Regions from separate parts of the Gossypium hirsutum genome. Here all the other regions are linked to region 2. A link is a contact called in public Hi-C data. All regions are on one chromosome and are shown on one strand. Each heading gives the region's core, a stretch centred on a gene start, on an enhancer-like site or on the middle of the called end of the contact. The rest is flanking DNA. Distances are from core to core; before and after follow the strand shown.

Evidence for each region. Hi-C and Micro-C count contacts between places; a contact is called where the count stands out from the background.
Region 1: a contact with region 2 is called in a Hi-C map of leaf, with 3 times the contacts expected there. The contact joins the promoter of LOC107892037 here to the promoter of LOC107892032 in region 2. A contact is called at or near these places in 6 of 34 Hi-C or Micro-C datasets (callus, hypocotyl and leaf).
Region 3: a contact with region 2 is called in a Hi-C map of leaf, with 3 times the contacts expected there. The contact joins the promoter of LOC107892035 here to the promoter of LOC107892032 in region 2. A contact is called at or near these places in 8 of 34 Hi-C or Micro-C datasets (anther, hypocotyl, leaf and 1 more).

Annotation. Positions count from the first base shown.
Region 1 is chrD09:25,603,101-25,606,729 of Gossypium_hirsutum_v2.1, reverse strand. LOC107892037 (protein SAR DEFICIENT 1) reads right to left here and starts at 1,870. Exons shown (of 7, transcript XM_016817005.2): 1 at 1,534-1,870; 2 at 1,327-1,393; 3 at 659-1,211. The coding sequence starts at 1,622.
Region 2 is chrD09:25,377,641-25,381,779 of Gossypium_hirsutum_v2.1, reverse strand. It overlaps LOC107892032 (cleavage stimulating factor 64), which reads right to left and starts at 2,326. Exons shown (of 7, transcript XM_016816997.2): 1 at 2,111-2,326; 2 at 1,911-1,988; 3 at 1,376-1,414; 4 at 727-1,296; 5 at 539-634. The coding sequence starts at 2,203.
Region 3 is chrD09:25,516,669-25,520,283 of Gossypium_hirsutum_v2.1, reverse strand. LOC107892035 (40S ribosomal protein S7) reads right to left here and starts at 2,070. Exons shown (of 6, transcript XM_016817001.2): 1 at 1,910-2,070; 2 at 940-1,023; 3 at 769-842; 4 at 557-680; 5 at 1-159. The coding sequence starts at 1,014.

The sequences.
Region 1 (3,629 bases), core at 621-3,120, 230 kb before region 2:
AAAAAACAAAATATAATTTAATTTCTAGGAGCGTTATTCCTTTTACCAAACTTAAAAAAGCAAAGGTAGTGCAGCCCTTTTTGACTGAAAATGATTTGTGTGGTTCTAAATCACGAACAGGAAATACCCTTGTCCAAATGGATTAATACCCAAAAAAAAAAAAGTGAATTATTTTGCAATAATATATAGCTTGTTTTTTTTTTTTTTAAATTCTATTAAATTGACAAAGCCGGCCAGATAAAGGCATAAGTTCCCAAATCCTAAATAGATGTTTTAAAAATGAGAAAAGTATTTAGAAATATGAATTAATATTTATAATTAATTAAGTTGGCAATTATTTTCTTTTTTATTCAAAAAAAAAAAAACAGTTGGCCTAACAGTGTAGTTTGGTTAAGGCAAGGATTGACTAGTTCAATATTTTGAAGCTATATAGATTTGATATATTATATAACCAAATCTATTAAAGAAAGAGAGTATATCAAGAAATTGATAATATATTATAGTTGATGTTAATGTTAGCTAAGGTCAGATGCAAAATACAAGAGGTAGTAACCCAAGGAGGGAAATGATTCAATATGGCTTGTTGATAAATAAAAATTAATCAAGATATTAAGCTACTTGACTTTAAAAAATTAGCATCATTAAGAAGGATACTTACATTCGCCACGATGGTCTTTAACAACAAAAGCTTCAGTCATGGCTTCACGAATGCGAACACCTTGGAAACTCTCTTGTGCAACTTTTGCCCCGATTCGGAATTTCCGACTCCGAATCCAGCTCGAGTTGTCCGTAAATTCGATATCTCCGATCGAAGCTACCCCGTCTCTCACTGTGACAGATAACTCTCCGGTGAGCAAGGGTCGTTTCCCAGTCCTCTCCCGCACGATGTTTCTGTCGAATTCTTCACTAGTAAAGTTGTCACGGTCCCCCGACGGAAAGTCGCCGTCCAGAACCACGATATCGACCTTAATAGGGTTCGGGAGAAGCACCGGAGCCCTTTGGTCACCCTTTGTATCCACCAAAGCGACTTGAAGTTGGTTGCTTTCTTCATCCACGATCTTGCTTCCGGTAAAGATAGGCAAGGAAAGGGCTTTAGGGAAAATCAGTCTAAGGGTTGATGGTTCGGGTTCCGCCGCTTGGATTCGTAGCGACGGAGACCGGGTGAAGGATCGGAGCCGGTCTCCAATACTGCGCTCCACTTCCTCATTCACCTGAAAAATCCGTACCGGTAAGGGTAGTTTAATTTTATGAGGAAATGTTTATGCATGAAAGTGAAATTTTAGAGAGTACAATGGATGGAGATATGGTTATTAAAAGAAACCATACCACTTTTCTAAGGACAGGTTCCAAGGCAGTATACAAGTAATTCACCATAACCGCTTGCCCAATCACTCTGTTAAAAAGCAGAAGGAAATTAGCTTTGATGAAACAAGAGGTGTGTACATTAATGGCAAAAGCTTGAGCATAGAAAATAAACAACAAAAGTAGTAATAAAAACAAATAGAGCATTTATTGAAGGTTTGAAAACATTACGAAGCAAAAGAAGGTTTAGGTCTCATCCGTTTCTCCTTTGGCTCATCTGTGTCGGAACAAGATTCATTAAGAAGCCGTTTGCCCGCCATTTCCAAAGATTCAAGGACCAAAACACACACACACACACAAAAAAAACCCCTAACAGATCATAACTGAAGAAAAAGATAGGGATTTTGAGAATATGTCATGGTCTTAAAACGATGTTGTAAGGGGGGAGTTTAAATACATGTCAATAATAATAAAAAGAAGGTTCTTGGAATGTTGGTGGAAACAACTGAGTAACAGCCACGGAGCAACCAAGGTATTTGTCTCATGTTATGAATGACTTTTGGACATCTAAACTCTGCTTTTAAGTCAACTATTTCTATTTATTATTACATTGATATATAAAAAAGAGTTAAAACGACATCTCCAATCCTTAGATATTGATCCAACGGTTAATACAAGTAGAACTTGGATTATGTTGATAAAAAGAGAAAAAAGCAAAAGTTTGTGACAAATGAATAGAGATATATAAAATAATATTATTATGTTTAGACTACTTTTAAGAGGGAAAAAAGTTTGGGAAAAGATCACATAGTCCACAAATGCCTCATTTCTTAGAAGTGTCTGCTTTTGTGTAGGCCCTTGCCATAGTCATCAACTCTTTTCTTCTCTTTTTTGATAATTCAAAGGTTTTCTTTTTTGCATTATTTTAGTCATTATATTTGTGTCATTCTTCAAGTAAAACTGTCCTGCTTGCAATTAGATTATAGTTTTATAATCATCCTTTTTTGCTTGGGATTACGGTACATTTCTACGTGACCGGGCCGAGTTCCGGCTTTAAAAAATTTTCAAGTACATGTTCATTGTTGGGTAGACGTGGCATGTATCAATCAACCACATAGATTGTCCGACGAACTAAGCCATTATTAATGGATTTAAACCATTCAACTTAACTTAAAAATTTGGGAAAAATAATTATGAAGATTTTCCTTAGCATAAAAATCTCTTTTTTTTTTTCAGTAGATAACGCATCTTTAGAGAAAATAATAGAAATTATAAAAGAAAAGTATATTTTCAACTACTACTTAATTATGACGTTTATATTCAAATCATAAAATTTATGATTAGTAATTCAAGAGGGTTCAACGTACACTTTCAAAGAAGGAACAATTCTCTTTTAAGATAAAACGATACAGATGACGTAGTTAATTGTAAAGGTTAATTACAAAACATATGTATACATTGTCTGTCACATAGCCATGCATGATACAAAAATAGGCAAATGGCTCACTCGCAGACGCAGCTCTAGCATAGTCCCCTTCTACTGATCTTCTTCTAAAACAAAATGCCTGAGAAAGAAAAGTAATGAAGTAAGTTCATTTGAACTTAGTAAGTTCCAAATAGCTACAAAACGAATACAAGAACACTGATAATCCACAAGCAATAGTACTCATGAGAATTATAAATAATTTCGTAAGACTTAGTCTTACAAACACAATATGTCCATTCATCAGCCGTAATTTCTGATGGCAACACTTCACCAATTTAAACCTAACACCCATAGTACCTAGGCGGACACATACCACCAATTTATACTTACCTCTCACAATCATGTTAGTTTACCTGTGACTCATCCTTGTGCCAACCTCGGACCTACATTTCAAAATCAAAATCTCATATCCATCGTTTTCATATTCGTATTCACCATAATGCCATTGTTAAATTGAACATGTGTTCTCCCGAAAGGTCGAGTCATGATCTTCCAGTTCGGTTTGTAATATAGTTGTAATGCCCTCCACCTGACCTGAGCCATCGGATCCGAGTAGTGGGTGTTACTTCCTAAGTCGGACATGATCTAGAATTTTCCTACTTGCCTAAGTACTAGACGATCGATGTCTTAATAAAATTTTCTAACTTTTCTTTATAGCTGAATTACCTCATGTATTATTACCTTATAAATTTTTGTACAGTGTAATGTTTACGTTTACAATCATGAATAAAATCTATTGTTCTCGCCTTATATCAGCCTACAATTATACTCTGCCAAGACTTAAATTCGCTTTAAGGATTTTCTTACACTTATACATTATGGCTAATAACATTCATAAGGT
Region 2 (4,139 bases), core at 1,077-3,576:
AACTCTAACTTACATAGCTAGCTGAACGAATTTAATCATTCAAAGACAGCAAGCTCTGCTCAATGGTAGCTACAAATACATTTCCCCTTATTGACATGTGTGCAGTGGAAGAGATACCACATGTAATCAGACATTTCTCCACCTTGAAGTACATAAATTCCACCTAACTACTATTGCAATCACAATTGTGTGCACTTCTAACTTGCAATTGTGTTTTCATCTACATGTACAAGAATTATCAAGGAAAAGGGACTCAAAAACAGATTTTCACAATTTTAATGAAGCCCGAAGCCAATCAGTTCAACAATCTGTTAGCAGTGGTGTGAATAACAAGGCAGATATTTGTCAGACTTTTTCAGAGAGACAAAAAATAATCTATTACACACACGAGGTAAACTATGGAATGTTTATAGCCTGCCACTTAAACCACTAGCGTGATTAAAAAAATGAACTCATTTTTTTTAATAATCAACCCAATTAGAATGGTCCACTAAGTGATAAAACCAAAACACATCAAACAACTAAAATTTGCACATACCTGATTTTGATACACTGATTGAGCTGGCAGCTGATTTGCACGCGGTGGCTGCCCTTGTGGAAACGAAGGTCCAAGGCTAGGAGGTCTATTACCTGACTGAGTAATTCAAAAAATAAGAGAAATTATTGCAGAATATGTTATGAAGGAGACACCCAAGACTGACTTCCAAACTGCAACTTTTGACTTACATGGAACATCGGCTGTGAAAGATGCTGAGCACCAGGGTGTTGGAAACCAACATTAGGACCCATTTGTGGGGCATGCTGATGATGGAAACTCGGAGCTGATGAAAGTCGTGCCTGTGGTTGTATTGGTGGCTGCTGATGCATATGAGGAATTCCAGTTGTTTGAAATGACTGCTGCAACTGGCTAGAGGATGTTGACATATGGGTTTGATGATGAGCAGGAGGATGTAAAGGTGACTGCAGAGGAAGTTGAGGTGCATTTGGGAGTTGGGAGGAATGTGGAAGAGACATTGGAGGATTCAAATGGACCTTTGTTTGCTGTGGTGTCTGTAGGGAATGTGGTGGTATGGATTGAGACTGAAGATTTGCAGCAGGAACAGAAGCAACGGAGATTCTTGTCCCAGCTTGGTTTTGATGCTGTTTCCTTACAGGAGCTTGGATCTGGGATGGAGCAGCTTGTTCTTGCAAGCGAACTTGACCTGGCAACAAATGTGCTGGCTGGATATTTGGCTGAGGGGGTGGTTGTACTGATTGCTGAGATTGTTGTGATGCAGGTGGCTGAATAGCTGGAATCTAAACACAAACAGTAAGTACACTAGCACAGTCCCTAAACATAATTTCAAGGATGATATTACAGAGATCAAAAGCATACCGCTTGAGGGGGCTTAACCATTCCGAGCATAATCTGAGCCTGAAGAAACAAGAATAATCAAAGAAACCTAGTCAGGCATGGAAGCTACTAAATCAACAGTACACCATCTAAAAAGTAGATGCAATTTAAAGCAAAAGAAGGGTAATTAACCCATCAAGCTGTGCAGCACTCTAGAACAAGTCCATCAAGAAAGATGGTTAGCAACTTCTTATTTTGAGTTGCAACTAGAACTAAACGCATCTCATTACTACAAAGCTAACTCCAGAGACCTAATTGTCCATACAAAGGTTCCGAAATGCTTGATTCCTAGTGACAAGCTAACATCAACCTCTATACCAAGAAAAGGCAACAAAAAATTACAACTTCAGCCTACAAGGGATATCAAGAGAGTGTAAAGCTAAAGGGTTACGCGATGCTAATAGTAATATCAATCAACAGTCAGTCATGCACATAACTAGTATCAATATTAAAACAAAGGAAGAAGGGAGTTTTTTTCATATTTGAAAAGTAAATAAACAAAGAAGAAAAGGGAAACCTGGAAAAGGGCTTTCGTCAAGAGAGGATTTTGGATAAGGATCTCCCTCGCCTGCTGCTGGTTTTGTTCTATAAGTGTCTGTATATACCCAAAATAAAGAAGGAAAAACCACTAATTAGATTTAACGGCTGAGGAAGTGGCGTTTGGAAGAAACGAAAATAAAATTTTGAAACCAAATAGAAAACAGAAAGAGAGAGTACCTTCATGTTTGACATAATATCATAAAGCTGGTTCTTCGACATTCCGGCAATGTTGGCTGGCAAACCTTCGTCAGCAACTTGCTTTCCCGCCATTGTCTCCGCCGAGTGTTACAGCAAGCAACAGAGATCAGGGAGTGGTTTTCGGCTTCAGTCTGAGAACTTATAGCGATGTGGTTTTGAAAGGTATTAGCCCACTAAAATGGAATCGACCTTAAAAAGAGGTCTTAGGCTTAGCCCAGGCTTTTTTTTTTTTGTATGAGTTGAAAAAATTAATTTACTATACACACACACACACACACGAGGGAAGTCATTAAATTTTTTGTAGGGTTAGAGGTTATGTTGTATATTTTTATGAGTTAAAATATAATTTTTTATTATATTAGTTTATATTATAATTAGTTTATATTATAATAGTTTTTAAAAGGATTAAACCAAAATTTTAGTATTTGGAAGGCAACTAATAATTTTACTTATATTAAACAATGTTTTCTAAATCGAATCGTTGGTCGGACCGATCAGACTATTGATTCGTTGATTCAATCGGTATAATGGGTTTGATTAGAAAATTATTAAAAATTTAAGTAATAATAATATTAAAAAAAATCTAGTTCAACCGGTCTTTCACCTAGGTCAACTAGTTCAAAACCCTTTCCGGGTCGATTCCCGATCCGATTGGCCAGTTTGGTTTGGTTCAAACAACATTGATATTAACTTAAAATCTTATAAATTTTGAGATTAAAAGAATCATTTTTTTTCATTTTGTGGGTTAAGGGCCCTACCCCCTCCACCCTTAGTTATATAGTTGATTTGTTGAATTATTTGGCAAACTAGTCAGTTTACAAAAGGGAGAAGTGAAGTCCATATTAGAGGACCGACTTCAAAGTTGACATCTCGAAAAGTCGACGTCAATGGTAGTAATATCCTGGAGGTGTCGACTTTAGTGTATAAACTATTTACCTTGCATGTATGCACAATGAAGGAGCACATGAAGGCTGAGAAATATAGTTTTCTCATGCATGCGTGAGAGGTTGAAAAATGCGATGGCTAGGTCAAAAGAAAATTGTTTGGAAATGATGGAACAAGGCAGAAGGTTGAGATGGTAGAACAAGACAAAATGCTATTTGGAGATGATGGAACAATGTAGTGTCTGAGTAACATGTAAGTGAAATAGTAATGGTAAAGGTGGGGGAGGATGGAAATTATGTATATACATATACCTTGACACCATGGCAAATTAGAATAGTGAGTTTATTCAACAATTTTTATTGAGTATTATTATCTTCTTCTATCTATTATCTTTTATATATTATGCAATCTTCATATATCTTCTTCAATCTTTGTAAGTATTTTTTCCATGATATTATAATTCATGTACTGATACATTAACATCTACTAACTATTAGTGTTAAATATACAACAGATTGTTGGGATTGTTGTTGAGCATAGTTTATGACATTTTTTAATATATGTTAGTGTTGTTAAAAGTTTATATTTATTAGTGTTGAATATCTATTAGTGTTAAATATACAATATAGTGTTGAATAATTATTTACTAGTTCATTATTTGATTGGCGCAAAAAATGATGATGACATTGTTTTTTATTCTGTTCGAAATTTGACATTGTTGTGTTGTTGTATATCTATGGTGAAGGAAAATATTATTAAGGAACATATTTAATAAGCTTAGTGGTACTTTGAATATAAAATAGTGTTGTTATGTTGTTTGAACTATAAAATCTACTAAACATAGTTATATTTTAGTATGAAAATGTTTATTTTTTAGTTAAAGATATTATATTAGCGAAGAAAATATTTTGCTTTATTGGTTATATATTAATTATTTTTTGTTTTAAATTGATATTATACACATGAAATCTATACAAAATGAACAACAATTTTATGTTGTAGTGAACTGTAATGACTCGATTCATGATACGAATATTGGTGTAATATTAAAGTTTGGAAGTCCAATTAGCATGATGTTCATAAAGGACATCACGTTAGTGGAGATGAAGTACAAAATTGGTCG
Region 3 (3,615 bases), core at 821-3,320, 140 kb before region 2:
TCTATATCTAGTGCGCTTCCCAACAATCTCAGCAGGTAAGACAACATCTTCTAGCATTGCCTCATGTACAGCAGTCAATGTGCGGCTGCGTGGCCTCTGAACTGCAGAACCTTTCTTTGGAGGCCTTAATATCCTCCGGGTGGCAATAAGAATCACATCCTACAGTATATATAAACCAAGTAAACACTTAAAAACAAGAACATGTGCATCGATTAAACCAATTGGAAGTCATTATCAATAAGAACTAGAGATTTATGTTAAAGGTTAAGCCAGATGTAAAAGAATTCGAGAACACATACATTTATTAAAAGCATAATTAATCTATTATTTCTTGCAGAACAGCAATGTATCAGAGTAGAACGACCCAATGATGAAAGCATCTTATGCAACATATATGAATTTAAAGTTTACCATATTCTGTACTAAATGGTAATGCACTTAAAGAAATTGTAAATTTGAAAACCTAAATAAATTCACATTCAGGCTGGTCTTACTCTAATTGTTTTCATTATACAGAAGGAAGAAATTTGAAAGAGTAGCTTGGTCCTTCACTCACCTTGCCACTGAACTTCTTTTCAAGTTCCCTCACAAGCTTAACATGAACCTTGCGGAAAGCTTTCCTCAATCTATATGGGACATGGACAACAACAGCTTTCCGGCTCCCAGAAACATCAATTTGGCTGCATGTAAACAAATTTATATTAATAATATGACCGAAAAATACACGAGAGAGCTAACAAGTAATGCATCCCAGTGAGCAATTCTTACACTGCTGAATTAATATAGAGATCTTTAAGGTCACTTTTCAGATCTTGATTGGTATTCTCCAAATCAAAGAATGCCTGAAACAGAGAAGTAAATGCACATGTAATGAAATCATAACCAGAGCACATTTGCAGGAACTTTTCAAGTGAAGAAAACATAAGAACATTATAAAACCTGCGCAACAGACTCCTCAAATTCTGTTGGTTCAGCATCCTTATCTTTGTGGATCTTCTTCCTTGATGTATACATCTTTGAGATCTGCATGAATGGATAGATAAAAAGTTGAAAGGAATTTTAGGAATTTCAAACAAGTTCAATTACAAATCAGATTGACCAGAAATTCGACCAAATATTATCCATAGGCAAAATTTCACTTAATATTAAAAAAGATAAGATCCAGCTCTCAGTTTTATTACCCAATTTATGATGTGCAGGACCATGATACCACTTTCAGAAGAAATAACAAGTTGGATGTTTTATAAAGTTCTCATTATGCCAAATTTCAACTTGGAATGCTCTATACCGACTTGGCAACTTATACTAGAACATTGTAGTTAACCAATTACTCTGGCAACCCATCAGTTCTATACTATATTATCAGTAAACTGACATTAATCTTGCTGATTTTAAGTGATTGTTAATTGATTCCCATAGTAAGTTAAATGACAAAAATTTGAGCACACACAAAGTTTAGGATTTTTCACACATTTTATCTCAAAAAGACAACATTGAATTACAAATGTCAAAAACCAAAATCCAAGATTCAAACAAAACTATTAGCTCAGAAAGTAATATATATATCGACACACTAACAGATAGAGAACCCTAAAGAACATTATTGAAATCCTAGAAACAGAATTGAATTACTAAAAGTAAACAGCCGAATCAGAATCAAAACAGCATTTATTTCCATCTACATTTTTCCAGCATATAAACAAGCCACAGAAAATTAGCATATCTTGCAACAATCAGAGTAACAAAAAGTCAAAAAGAAAGCTCTGTCACTCTGTTGTTTTATGAGAAAACTGAATATGAAAATAATAAATAAATAACAAAGACATATATCATCATTCTCACTCCTTTTAAGACATTTTGCGCATTTTCTAGGAAACCAAACAGGTGATTGGAAAATGAAAAGAGGTACCTGAAAGAGAAGCCAAAAATGGAAGAGATGAGAGACACCAAAGTGAAAGAGGAGGCTCTGTTTTAATTCTCCACCGTGAATAAGAAACCCTAGGGTTTCAGTGGAAGGCTACGATGTTTCTTCTACACGTGGACGGATGTGATTCAGTTTGGTTTACATTCGGGCCGGGATTTACATTGTCTGACTTATATGGGCCTTTATAATAAGTATGGATTTGAGTTGTAATGGTTCTTACATTAAGTTTCATTACAAGCTAAAAAAAAAAAAAAAAGTAGAGTTCGGTTTTCTCCAAATTTGAAAGTCCGTCTAATTCAAGCTCCTAATAATTCAAGTTTAAAAATTTTGAAAAAATTTAATCAATGTAAAAATTTAAATTCGAGATTAATGAACAACTAAACATGCAATTAATATAATTAATATAATTATAAAATAATAACAGAATAGTTATAATAAATATTAATAATTAATATAATTATATTATATTACTTAAAGTAAAAAAAATAAAAATAAATTATCATTATTTATTTTATCAAAATATATTCATAAGCATTACATATTTATGTTAAAATTTTATTAATATTATATTATTTTTATGTAAATTATAAAGTGAAATAATATTTTTAAAAATATTAATCGAATATAGAATATTTTTAATACTATAACTAAACATGTATAATAAATATATAAAATTAAAAATTATTAAATCTATAAAATTTAAATTAAATTAATAATATCTATAATAAATTAATTTAATAATATGATAACTAGTGTTATACTTATCACAAATAATTAAACATGATTTATCATGCAATAATAATATCATTACTAATAAATTTAATTTTAAACCATATTTTTAATAAAAATTACATTTAATAATATAAATTAGAAATTTTAAAATCTTTTTAAAAATTAAAGGAAAAAATAAAATATCCAAATAGAATATATTAATAAAAAAATATTTTGCAATTCATAAAGTCATAAAAATATATAAATTCGATAATTGTTAATACAATTACATAAAACCAAACCACCATAGATCCAACTCCCAAGTTCAAAGTATGAGTAACATTCAAAAATTTTACCTATATTATTATCTTTATATTTATTATTAATTTGGATTGGATTTATTTTTATTTAAGTTGGGTTTTGAATAAAGTTTAAATTGGGTTAAGGTTTGGGTTTGATTGGCATTGGGTTTGGGTTTGGGTTTGGGTTTGGGTTTGGGTTTAGGGTTTAAATATATACCATATTTAATAGGTGTAAAGTCGATTAATTTGATATAAATAATTTTGAATTTCAAAACTGAAACCAAACCAACAACACCAAATTAACTGATTACCTAACTCGCCCTTAAAATGAACTAAAAAAATTGAATTTACCAACTGATTTAACTGGTTCAATTTAGTCAATTAAATCAGTTTTAATCGCTAACTATGATAGATTTTATGTTATTACATAATATAATAATATAGTATATTGTTAGAGTTGTGTGATTCAAATTCTAAGAGATTGCTTGCAAGTCAAGTTAAACAAAATACATTTTCTTTCTAGAAAATTTAATATTTATTAGCATAATATATTTAACATTTATTAGCATAATATATTTGACATTGATTAATTAGGTTTTTTCAACCTATAAATAGATGTAGTCGAAATTCCTCTTATATCATTCGAATTCGACATTCTTGAATTTTCTTCTCATCTGC